3 separate regions of the Zea mays genome follow, and regions 1 and 3 are each linked to region 2. Evidence: chromatin contacts called from public Hi-C data. All regions are on one chromosome and are shown on one strand. Each heading gives the region's core, a stretch centred on a gene start, on an enhancer-like site or on the middle of the called end of the contact. The rest is flanking DNA. Distances are from core to core; before and after follow the strand shown.

Region 1 (3,613 bases), core at 662-3,161, 250 kb after region 2:
GGGAACCATGTATCAGTAGGAGAGTCAAAGCTCTGCCATATGATCTTAGCTTGGTTCGTGATGCTCCTTAAGATGAAATTGCCGTTATCCAGCATTGCAGCCTCCACATCTTGCACTCCCCGTCCATAAGCCACTGTGAATGAGTTGCCCCTCCCATCTAAAACGATCAGATTGCTACTGTTATCAAACTTAAGTATGCCAGAAGTATCTTGTAATGGATCGTTCCTGTTGGCAACCCATACAACTCTTCTTTCTGAAACATCGTTGTGCCATATACCAACATATCGCTTGCTCGAAGCTCCAGGGCTAAAGAAACCGAGCACGAAAATTCTGCTCATGGACACTAGTGTCTGCCCATCTAAAATTGATTGGTTCTGAAAAATACTGCCTAATCTTTCTGTGGGAGCTGACAAGCATCTTGATGCTATTACAGACAGGATCAACAAATTAACAAGGGTGCACTCTCTGCAGAAACTTATTTTCCCAAACATGGCTATCTGCTTTACTCCGATTACCAAACTAGGCTAATCAAATCAAAGCAGCAAGAGAGAAATGCACTGACATAATCATGAGGAAAGGGATTGAATTTCTCCGTACCTCTCTGAATTCTCCCAAATAAGTGAAATGTACCTCTCTGAATTCTCCCAGATAAGTGAAATGGTTCCTGCAATCGCTGCGTTGGGGGTGGGGAGAGAGAATGCGTGGTGGGGAGTGCCAGCGGGTAAAACTTTTGGGATGAACATTCAGAGTTATGAGTTTTAGAAGTTCCATGATAGAACTATGAGGTCAATTTTCTAGTCGTCGGTCAACATTGGCGTCTCTAATGGATACTAAACTCTAAGCACTGATTGGCAACCAGCTCGTCCACTTGAGAATGATAGTTTGACAGGGAACTGACTATCTCTCAGTTATTGCAATCATACTCCACTTTTTCTATCTGCTTGACTTTGACCAGATAATAATCAACACTAAAAACGCTTAAAGAGAAAGAAGTGTAGAGGGGATCAAAACATCTAACGGACACCATGCAAGTCTAGATTCCAGGCAAACAAATTGAGTATGTTACATAGATTTTATAAGGGGGTGTTTGGTTTCTAGGGACTAATGTTTAGTCCCTTCATTTTATTCCTTTTTAGTGTATAAATCGCTAAATATAGAAACTAAAATAAAATTTTAGTTTCTATATTTGGTAATTTTGGAACTAAAATGGAATAAAATCTAGGGACTAAACATTAGTCCCTAGAAACCAAACACCCCCTAAGAACAAAAGTAGCGGTGTTTTTTTATTAATTCCTGCTATGTGAAAGGATGCATGTGGTAGCAATTATTAAGTCTAGTAGTCAACTACCTGCTGCTGCTGCTACGTCCAACGACGTGTTCGTTGAAATGTCCAAATCATGTTGCTTGTGACATGTGTCTGAATGGAATTCCAGCTTCTAGCCTTTTGGAAGCAGATATATCGCTTATTCGCTTCTTCCTCTTCCGCGGGCATAGCGGCTCCTTATTTGCACGATCCGTCATCTTCTTCCTTGGATCCCCATCCCCGTTCAAGTTTCAATTTCAGTAACGTCATAGATGAGCTACAACCGGGAAGTACAAAAAAAAAAATTGGTACTCTGATTGCAGTAACGGTATAAACGCGGATAGAATGCCATACCAACATTTTTTTAATTGCAAAAATCCAGTTTAAAGTAAACTCGAATCGTCTAACAAAGTTGTAATATAGTACTAACTTCACTAGAACGCATCTTGAAACCCTCGCAAAAAGAAATCACGAGAGAAGACTTCTACCTCGGCTCCGTGAAGGCAACCTGGTCAGTGGTCATGACGAATTATTGACGGGAGTGGAATGGATATCTCAGTCGCTGCCTCTAGGCCCGCTGCGCACAGGCGACTAGGGCGAAGACCCTCGTCCTCTGTTCGCAGCGAAAGTCTAGCTAGGCAACATCCGTGTCCATCCGACCATCCGTGTCATAAGACCGTCACCAACTATGCGCCAGGGTTAGTCGGAGGATCGGATACGCATTCCATACTTATTTCATATCTTCTCTTCGCATTCAGATTGAGTACCAACATTATCGAATTGTATCGGATAAAATTTAAATATGTATTGTAATCGACTTAGACGGTACAGATATATCAAATACAAATAAAGATAGTAAATATCGAACATAGACGGATAATATTTATATTATTTATGTCCCTAGTGTCAATAAAATTGTGTTTAACGGTTTACTCATATAGCTACTTAAAATATTGTTTCATATTGTTTTATTTTGAGTTTAATAGTTTACTCATATAGCTACTTAAAATAGTGTTTCATATTGTTTTGTTTTGTAGACTGCAATGTTTGTAGAATAATATTTGAATATGATGAAAAAGATGGATAAGTTAGTGGGGATAGTCTAATACCATAGCCTACTTATCCTATCAATACCATGTTTGAAATAACTTCGTGAATTCAAAAAAGTAAATTCAAGTATATATAGATCTATGATTTATTTCAGTCTACTGTAGAAATAGCTCCACTAGTGGATAGTGTTAAGATTTATTACATTATGTAGACAATTCTATCTTCATCTCCATCTAATTTTTATATAGGTTCTATGGTCAGCTCTTCATTTTATCTTTCTTTCCTCTTAGCTTCCTTCTTTTCGTGCTTTTCTCCTTTTCGAGCGACCAACGGGCCAGCCAGGACAGGTGTGGGGTTAGCCAAGTGTCACAACCCTAGGCCGAAGGAGCGCTTGCCTCCTCGACGTGAGCCGCAAATCAGATGAACTTCGATGAGATCAGAACGAGCTACGAACAGCAGGTAAGTTCCAGGTGAGTTCGAGTTGGGATTTCTGTTAATTCTAGCATAGATTCTTCTCCAAGTAAAGGTAGGGTATTTATACCTATTAGGGCTAGTTTGGCAACCTTATTTTTATGGGATTTTCAATTTTCCAAAGAAAAATGAACTAATTTTTCATAGGAAAATGAAAAACTCTTGATAAATTGGGGTTCCCAAATCAGCCCTTACAATAGCTTACCGTTAGGAATGGCAACAAGTTGCATGCCCACGGGTAAAAATCTATAGGATACGGGTTTGGGTGTAAATTTATATTTGTGGGTACGGAGACGAGTTTGATTATCAACCAACGTGTATTTTTCTCACGAGTATGAAAAGGTTGTGCCCATAGCCACGAACTCGCGTACCCGCATAGGATATATGTGTATTTATATGTTTATGTTTATATATGGATATTTATATATAGTTTATATATTAAAAGCTCTGAACTTCCAATAACTAGAGGAAGCTCAGGTCGGACGGTGTAATCCGGTTGTCGGCGTTTCGAGACCGGGGGTCCCCGAGCCGACGAGTGAGTGTGCCGCGTGCCCCAGCCCAGATGGGTCGAGCGCGTGGGCGAGCGCGAAGGGGGGAGAAGCGAGGTGGCCGGAGACGGGCGTGAGAGAGGTGGAGATCCCGCGGCCTTCGTGTTCGTCCCGCGCCCAGGTCGGGTGCGCTTGCAGTAGGGGGGTTACAAGCGTCCACGCGGGTGAGGGAAGCGAGCGACCCTAAGGGTTGATTTGGTGACAAGGGGATCCCGGGAGGATCGGAGGGGATTGAGGGGGA
Region 2 (3,434 bases), core at 688-3,187:
ATCAGGTCTTCAGGATTGCTGAACTTCCATTCTGGTGGTTAGAAAGCCTGATGATGAAGACTACCAGATCATAAATGTCCCTCAAAACCATTTATCACAATATACAGTTTTGCGACCGCTAATACCTGATTAACTAGTTAGTTAACAACTGAACTGGACAAAAAGAGACATGATATAAGCAAAGAAAACCATCTTGCCAGTGCAAATAAGGCCTGTAGTTAAAAGTGTGCTCCATTAATCAAATACTATTAGGGCTCAAGTCAACACTTAATTAGATGCTCACAAATGTTAAATTTGTTTGTACTATTCGTGTTAAAGTTCACTGTACAGCTACAGCAGGAACTGGTCAGCAACTCTATGTAAAGGAAAATATAACAAAAGTCTATATGATGGCCTTTTCATTTTGCCATATTATGGGCCATTTTTCCCGGAACGTGTTTCATACAGAGAGTTTGAGCCAATAGTTTTTATCCTCATAAAGAATCGCTTAGCTGGCTAGAGATGTGGAGAGAAAAAAGATCTGAAGCATGACTTGCACATATGAATGAGCCATTTAACGGTAAAAAGCGTTTTTTTTTTTTGGGTAGGGAACCCACATCACAAAAGGGGGGCATCCACCATGTCAAAAGAAAAGGGCGTATCCAAATGAATCACGTATTTTTTAAAAAGAAAGGCAGAGTCATTCCATTTGATTTGTTATAAAAGGTCGCAAATACATGCAATGGAGGAAACATCCAAATATCCTCACAACATTTTTGTGCTTATAGGTTAGAACATAGAAACTCTCATCTGAAGGTAAGGTTAGAATTTCCGTTTTGGTGTCAGAAAAGGGGAACAAAGCATTATATTTATATATTTTGGCTGCCACCGTCCAGGGTTTCATCTACAATGTTCACTTCCAGATCAATATGATACAGGCAAGTGGATGTGCTAAGCGGTTATTAAACTTTGAGTAGTCCAATTAGTAGCATATAAACATAACTAGCTATACATCGATGTCGATCTTTTGAAAACAGAATAGAAAAATTGACAGCTAGGCATCTTTAATAGAATAATATGACGAAGAGCATATTTGGTCTGGAAGCAAGCACCTTCTTTTCAATAATCTAACCACAGTTATGAACTTGACGGGCTAAAACAATAGTGGCACTAATTTCTTTTGCCGGCCAGTCAGCAAGGCTGGCAAAATTGGACCTCCGGTGCACAGATGTGCATATAGAAAAGCATAAGAAAGGGTGGGCACGACTAGCGCCGGAGCCCACCACTATTTGGTCCCATTAAGTAGGCATCAATTCCGTCAAGGACACAAACCCACCGTCATGATTGATCGAGACCATGTGTCCTGCATATGAAAAGAAGCACGGAGCACTACAAGTGCAGCACATCCCACCCACTCGTTTCTTCACCAACAATAGTAGAAATGGGTCGGAACGGAAGTAGGAACTGGAGGCATCCTACATCTGAGTTCCTAAAATCGACGGTTCATCTCGAGAATTCTTCCCGTAAGACTAATCTTATGTGAGTCGATCACAATCTAAACCCTAGCAATCAAGAATAACACCGTGAGCGGCACTGGACAGGTCTTAAAGGCACGGATATACAATCGGGAAGAGGAAATTAGAACCTGAAATCAGGATGTCTTTGTCTAACTTATATATACAAAAAAAGAGGGGGGGGGGGGGGGGGGGGGGGGGGGGGGGGATTTTAAGGAGCGGGCGACGGAAACCAAGGGAATAACCATGAATTCCAAAAAAAAACTAAGAAGGGGTGGTGGCGATGCTTACACAACGTAGATCTTAACCGCCATTGGAGAGGTCTCGGAACTCCTGTGACCAGACCAGAGGGAGATGCGGGAACTCCTGTGGGCGGGCTGGGGCAGAGCTGGGGTTGTTGTTGTGTGCAATGTATCGCAGCACCTGCTGGCTTGGTGGTGGTGGTGTCAGTTTCCGGTAAGTGGAGAGAGTATTTATAGGCAGGGGTGTGATTTCCGTGTATCGCAGCCGCAGCACCTGGCTTTCTCTCTTCGATTCGATTCGACGCCAAGGCTCATTCAAACGCTTCGCTTTGGCTGTTTTTCCGTGTCGACTCTCTCGGACGGTCTTTTCCTACAACTTTTTTTGTCGTAGTACATATATGAACCGGCTGGTGCGACGGTTGGACTCGAAACGCCGGATGTATCTCACGGAGACGGAGGACACGCAAGCAAAACAGACCAAAGTTCACGTCAGTGGGGTTGAGTTCTGACTGACGGTTTTAGGGGAAACGATTTCCCAGATCTCGTAAACATTGGTACAGGGTCCTCGGGGTTTAAAAATAGTTACAGCACAATTTTGACGCAGGAGCCTCGCACTACGTAACTGACAACGAGGATTTTAGTTCATAGCTATACTGTATAAATTCTAAATTAGACTGTGAAACTGAGCGCATCCGGACAGCTCTTTTTAATCTGGGCCTTGAGTAACCAATAAATCAATATATATATATATATATATATATATATATATATATATAAAAGAGATAGAAGAACAATGTGCACATGGATGAACGGCTGGCGCTGAATCATCCTTTACTCCTTTATTACACACACCTACCCCTGTTATGAATTTAAGTCAAAAAGATTTGGCACACAGTGGATGCTGTTAGCTGGCTGCCATTTCGCTGGAGGCTGGACCTGTCCTATATGTGTATGTATTGGTATGATCCCAATACGCAAGCCTCTGTTTGACGCGCATGTGGCGTGCGTGCGTGCGTATGGGACAGCAATGCATGACGACTCTGCAGGTAGTTTGATTGTCCTGTACCTCCGTCCTCCGCAGCCGCAGCTGGCTTCTTTCATTTGTACGTATAAGTCTGCAGATAGGGGAGGGAGTCCATGGCCGAGATGGTCTTCCGGGTCGTTGTCTCGTACCGTGTCCCGGACTTCCTGCGGTACGGTCTAATCTAATCCAAAGGATCGCTACCCGGTTGAATGTAATATGCAAGAAGGTGGATCCATCGATCCCAGATCCCACCGCCAGGAGGGTAAATAAATCAACATTTGATAATAGTATAATAATTGTATATGTGCAGGTAGACAGAGGAAGGGACTCTAGCCGACGATCGAGTCAATGCATGCTGCCGGTGCCAGCTTGAGAACCAGGCGCACGGCAACGGCGTCGCACCCGGTAGTTGATACCGGCGCCGTCGTCGTTGGCATGGCAGCTTCCCCAACCCCGGTTACAGTTGACCACAGAAAGGAACAGGCCTTGCAGATGAGGTAAGCACATCGCCAGCGTGACGACCCAACAAGCGGCCACCAGTTCCGCGCGTCGGTCGGGCAGAGTTGCATCTTGATCAACTAGTGGCTAACGCGCGCCTTGCGCGCGTTATTTCTAAACGTTTGTATAAATTTAAGTAAAAGAGTTTGTAGGGTGCAATATTAATAATTCTTTGTT
Region 3 (3,328 bases), core at 72-2,571, 230 kb after region 2:
CGGCAGCTTCATCCGGTTCACGACCCAGAAGCCGTCGCCGCCGTCGCAGCTGAGGCTCGTGCTCCTGACACAGCCGCCCGACCACTCCCTCCGGCCCCACTGGTCCGGCGAGCGCGGCACGAACCCCGGCAGGCAGCTACACGGCGGGGAGCGGTCGGTGTCGCAGAACCCGAACGGCCCGCACTTGGCGTAGTAGTCGCACTGGTCGGTCGGGTAGTACCAGAAGCTGTTCCACGCGCCGTTGTTGAGCGAGAAGCGCTTCAGCTGCGTGGCCGCGCCGTCCACGACCAGCCGCGACAGCAGGGACGGCTCGCGGATGAAGTAGCTGTAGTACGTCTCGTCGGGGCTGTACACCACCTCGAAGGTGAAGGCCTGCGCCTTGAGGTACGGCACGCCGGTGAGTATTTCGCCGTTCCACGGCCCGCTCGTGTACACCCTCGTGGCGCCCCGGAGGAGGAAGAACTGGGGCAGCCCGCCGATGACCAGCTTGAACGTGACGTCTCCCGGCGACGGGTCGGACGGGCTGCGCCACGCCGTGATGTTCCGGGTGATGCCGGCCCTGATGTCCACCCCGAGCTTCATGCCCGGGAGCAGCGTGTCCGTCGGGTAGTCGAAGCTCTGCCACGCCACGCTCTGCCCGCCGCCATCGGCGCTGAGCACCAGGTTGCCGCTGTCCAGGAGCTGCGCGGCGGTGACGTTCCCGACGGTGGGCGCCGCGGTGGACCACACGGTGTCGTTGTTGCCGTCGAGGATGACGAGCCGGCCGCCGGCCGAGAGCTGGAGAGCGGCCGGGGCGTTGGCCACCGGGTCCCTGCGGTTGGCGACCCACACCACGGTCGTCGGGCCCGGGATGCTGGCGTACCAGATCCCGAGGTACGTCCTGCCGTCGGCGCCGGCCGGGCTGAAGAAGCCCAGCGCGTAGATGCCGCCGGCCGAGACGAGCGTCTGGTTGCCGGTGAGGGTCGTGTTCCGGTAAATTGTGTCGGTGGATGCCGAGGGAGTGAAGGAACTGGCGGCGGCGGCGAGCAGATGAAGGAGGAGGGAGAGCGTGCGCGCCCTCATGGTCCCCTCTACCGAACTGGAAGCGCGCTAAAAACCAGCCGTTGACCTTGTCCTCTCACGACATGGCGGCGGCATGGCCTTATGCCTTGCGAGACCGCCTGCACGGTCGGGGTGGTGGTGGCTGTCCACTTTTGCCAACATGCCAACAACAATCAGCTGCAGGAAATGCCCGCCACCCACGGCGGTGGCGGCGGCGGCGGTGTAAGAGGGCGAGGGAGAGGGTGTCCGCGCATTTGTTAATTATTATGCCCACAGAGCCACGTCGTCGCCGGCCGCATCCTGCATATAGAGCAGCGACCGCAAATAAAGATTGGTCAACGGCTCGCGTTCGCGCTCCGGGAGAGCTAGCTGTTGCCTGCAGGTCATCAGATTGCTCAGATGCTCTCGGTTTCCTACCTCCAACTGGATGCAAGTGCAACTAGGCATATCATATTTTGGCGTGACCCCGTGAAGAATACTACGAGTATTCGACACGACAAACCTGAATAAAAATGGGTGTTTGGGTCTCGCTCGGCTGGAAATAGGGATGCAAAGCTGTTAACTTGTTCAATAACCATACTCTGAATTGGTAAGGCCATATTGTAAATTGAAATGCACGGTCTTATCCGTACCATGGCATCGCCATATTGTAAATTGAAATGCAGCCTAAATCAAAGTCAATCAGGAACTGATCAAGATCTCACCATCCTTGTCACGTAACGGACAAAGATTGATTTAGGCAACTGGCACACATCAGAATGCTTACTTTTTTTACAATTGTGTGCCAGCCTGAGCTTGCCAAACCAATCAAAAGTCAAAATGAACGAGCCATGCATATGAACTTGCCGCGATTGACATTATTGTCTCCTAGTAAATTATGGTTGGGAATAATAGTTGTCGTTATATGATATAATTTATTTAATTATTTTATACATAACCTCTATATCTAAATTTGCCCTTGATTCGAATGTGACATTTATTTATCTTTTTATAAAGATTACACTCTATATTTAGCATCTCACTCCAACCAACTATTTATCTAGTTAGGATAGTGAGAGTGGCTAGCCAAGTTTAGTCAATGAGGAAGTCAATTTGGAGAATCAGATGACTAATCTGTTGTAGAGTTATTTTGCCGTTGAGTAGCTAAAATTTAGCTTAACGAGCCATTTAACTAGTCTCTTAGATAATTATCCATACCATGTGCCATCGCCATACTGTAAATCGAAATGCAGCCTAAGTCAAAGCCAATCAGGAACTGATTAAGATCTCACCATCGTTGTCACGCAACGGACAAAGATTGATTTGGGCAACTGTCACACATCAGAACGCTTACTTTTTTTTACAACTGTGTGCCAGCCTGAGCTCGCCAAACCAATCAAAAGTCATGATGAACGAGCCATGCATAAGAACATGCCGCGACTATGCAGCGACTGACATTGTCTCCATCATGTAGATAGAGAGAGGAAAAGAGAGAAAGCAATCCCCACCGATGAAATGTTTATGCCAGTTCATTTGCATTGTCGTTTAAATCCTCGTGTTGAATCTTGACCGAACAGAATAAAAGCGAGCATATATATAGCCTGGATGAAAATATGTGATGAAATCAGAAAGTCATAATGCCAGGTTGGCACCATCAACAACCATACGTTCCTCTAAGGACAAGGACTCAATGATGCGGCGATGCTTATATACCATTAGCCTGGATGCATGAGAACAAAACTTTCAGGCTCCCGTAATATAACTTTTGGGAAATACCATGCAAAGTGATGCAATGGTAACGCGCATGCATGGACCAAGCAAAGAAAGGCGGCGATTTGAACTAGTGCTATCTTCCGTCAAGGATGGTGACTGAGAGACCATTCAGGGAGCATGTTTCTTCAGCGACATCGGTTTCGTTTGGGACCAACATGGAGAGGAAACCGGGCTGCTTTGGGTCTGGTAACGTGGCACTTCCGTTGGTAATCATTGAAATGACCTCAGTCATGGAGGGCCGATCCGCAGCTTGCTCCTGAACACACAGCAAGCTGACATGGATGCATCTTAACGCTACGTTCTCAGGACACCTGCCGCGTAATGGTTTATCGATGAGCTCATGGCACCTGCCTTCGTTCCATAGTTCCCATGCCTGCAAAGTTCAGTTCCCAGAAACCAAGTTAGAATTACTCCACTTCCAAAATAGTTCCAATTATTATATAAGAACTTTTGTCATCTTTATAGCTTATATGCTTACGTAACCAAGGAGGCTAACGGAGTTGCCATGCCTTCGAGGTCCAGCGTTTCTCATTCC

Evidence for each region. Hi-C and Micro-C count contacts between places; a contact is called where the count stands out from the background.
Region 1: a contact with region 2 is called in a Hi-C map of bundle sheath, with 1.8 times the contacts expected there. The contact joins the promoter of LOC100272682 here to the promoter of LOC100283201 in region 2. A contact is called at or near these places in 2 of 25 Hi-C or Micro-C datasets (bundle sheath and leaf).
Region 3: a Hi-C map of tassel shows a contact between it and region 2, with 2.9 times the contacts expected there. The contact joins the promoter of LOC103651137 here to the promoter of LOC100283201 in region 2. A contact is called at or near these places in 4 of 25 Hi-C or Micro-C datasets (ear, leaf and tassel).

What each region holds. Positions count from the first base shown.
Region 1 is chr3:195,646,992-195,650,604 of Zm-B73-REFERENCE-NAM-5.0, forward strand. LOC100272682 reads right to left here and starts at 1,912. Exons shown (of 7, transcript NM_001147138.1): 1 at 1,792-1,912; 2 at 1,349-1,580.
Region 2 is chr3:195,398,050-195,401,483 of Zm-B73-REFERENCE-NAM-5.0, forward strand. LOC100283201 reads right to left here and starts at 1,938. Exons shown (of 4, transcript NM_001156103.3): 1 at 1,785-1,938. The coding sequence starts at 1,807.
Region 3 is chr3:195,627,719-195,631,046 of Zm-B73-REFERENCE-NAM-5.0, forward strand. LOC103651137 (G-type lectin S-receptor-like serine/threonine-protein kinase At4g27290) reads right to left here and starts at 1,322. Exons shown (of 7, transcript XM_020550443.1): 1 at 1-1,322. The coding sequence starts at 1,062. It overlaps LOC100272682, which reads right to left. Exons shown (of 7, transcript NM_001147138.1): 6 at 3,272-3,328; 7 at 2,530-3,166. The coding sequence ends at 2,867.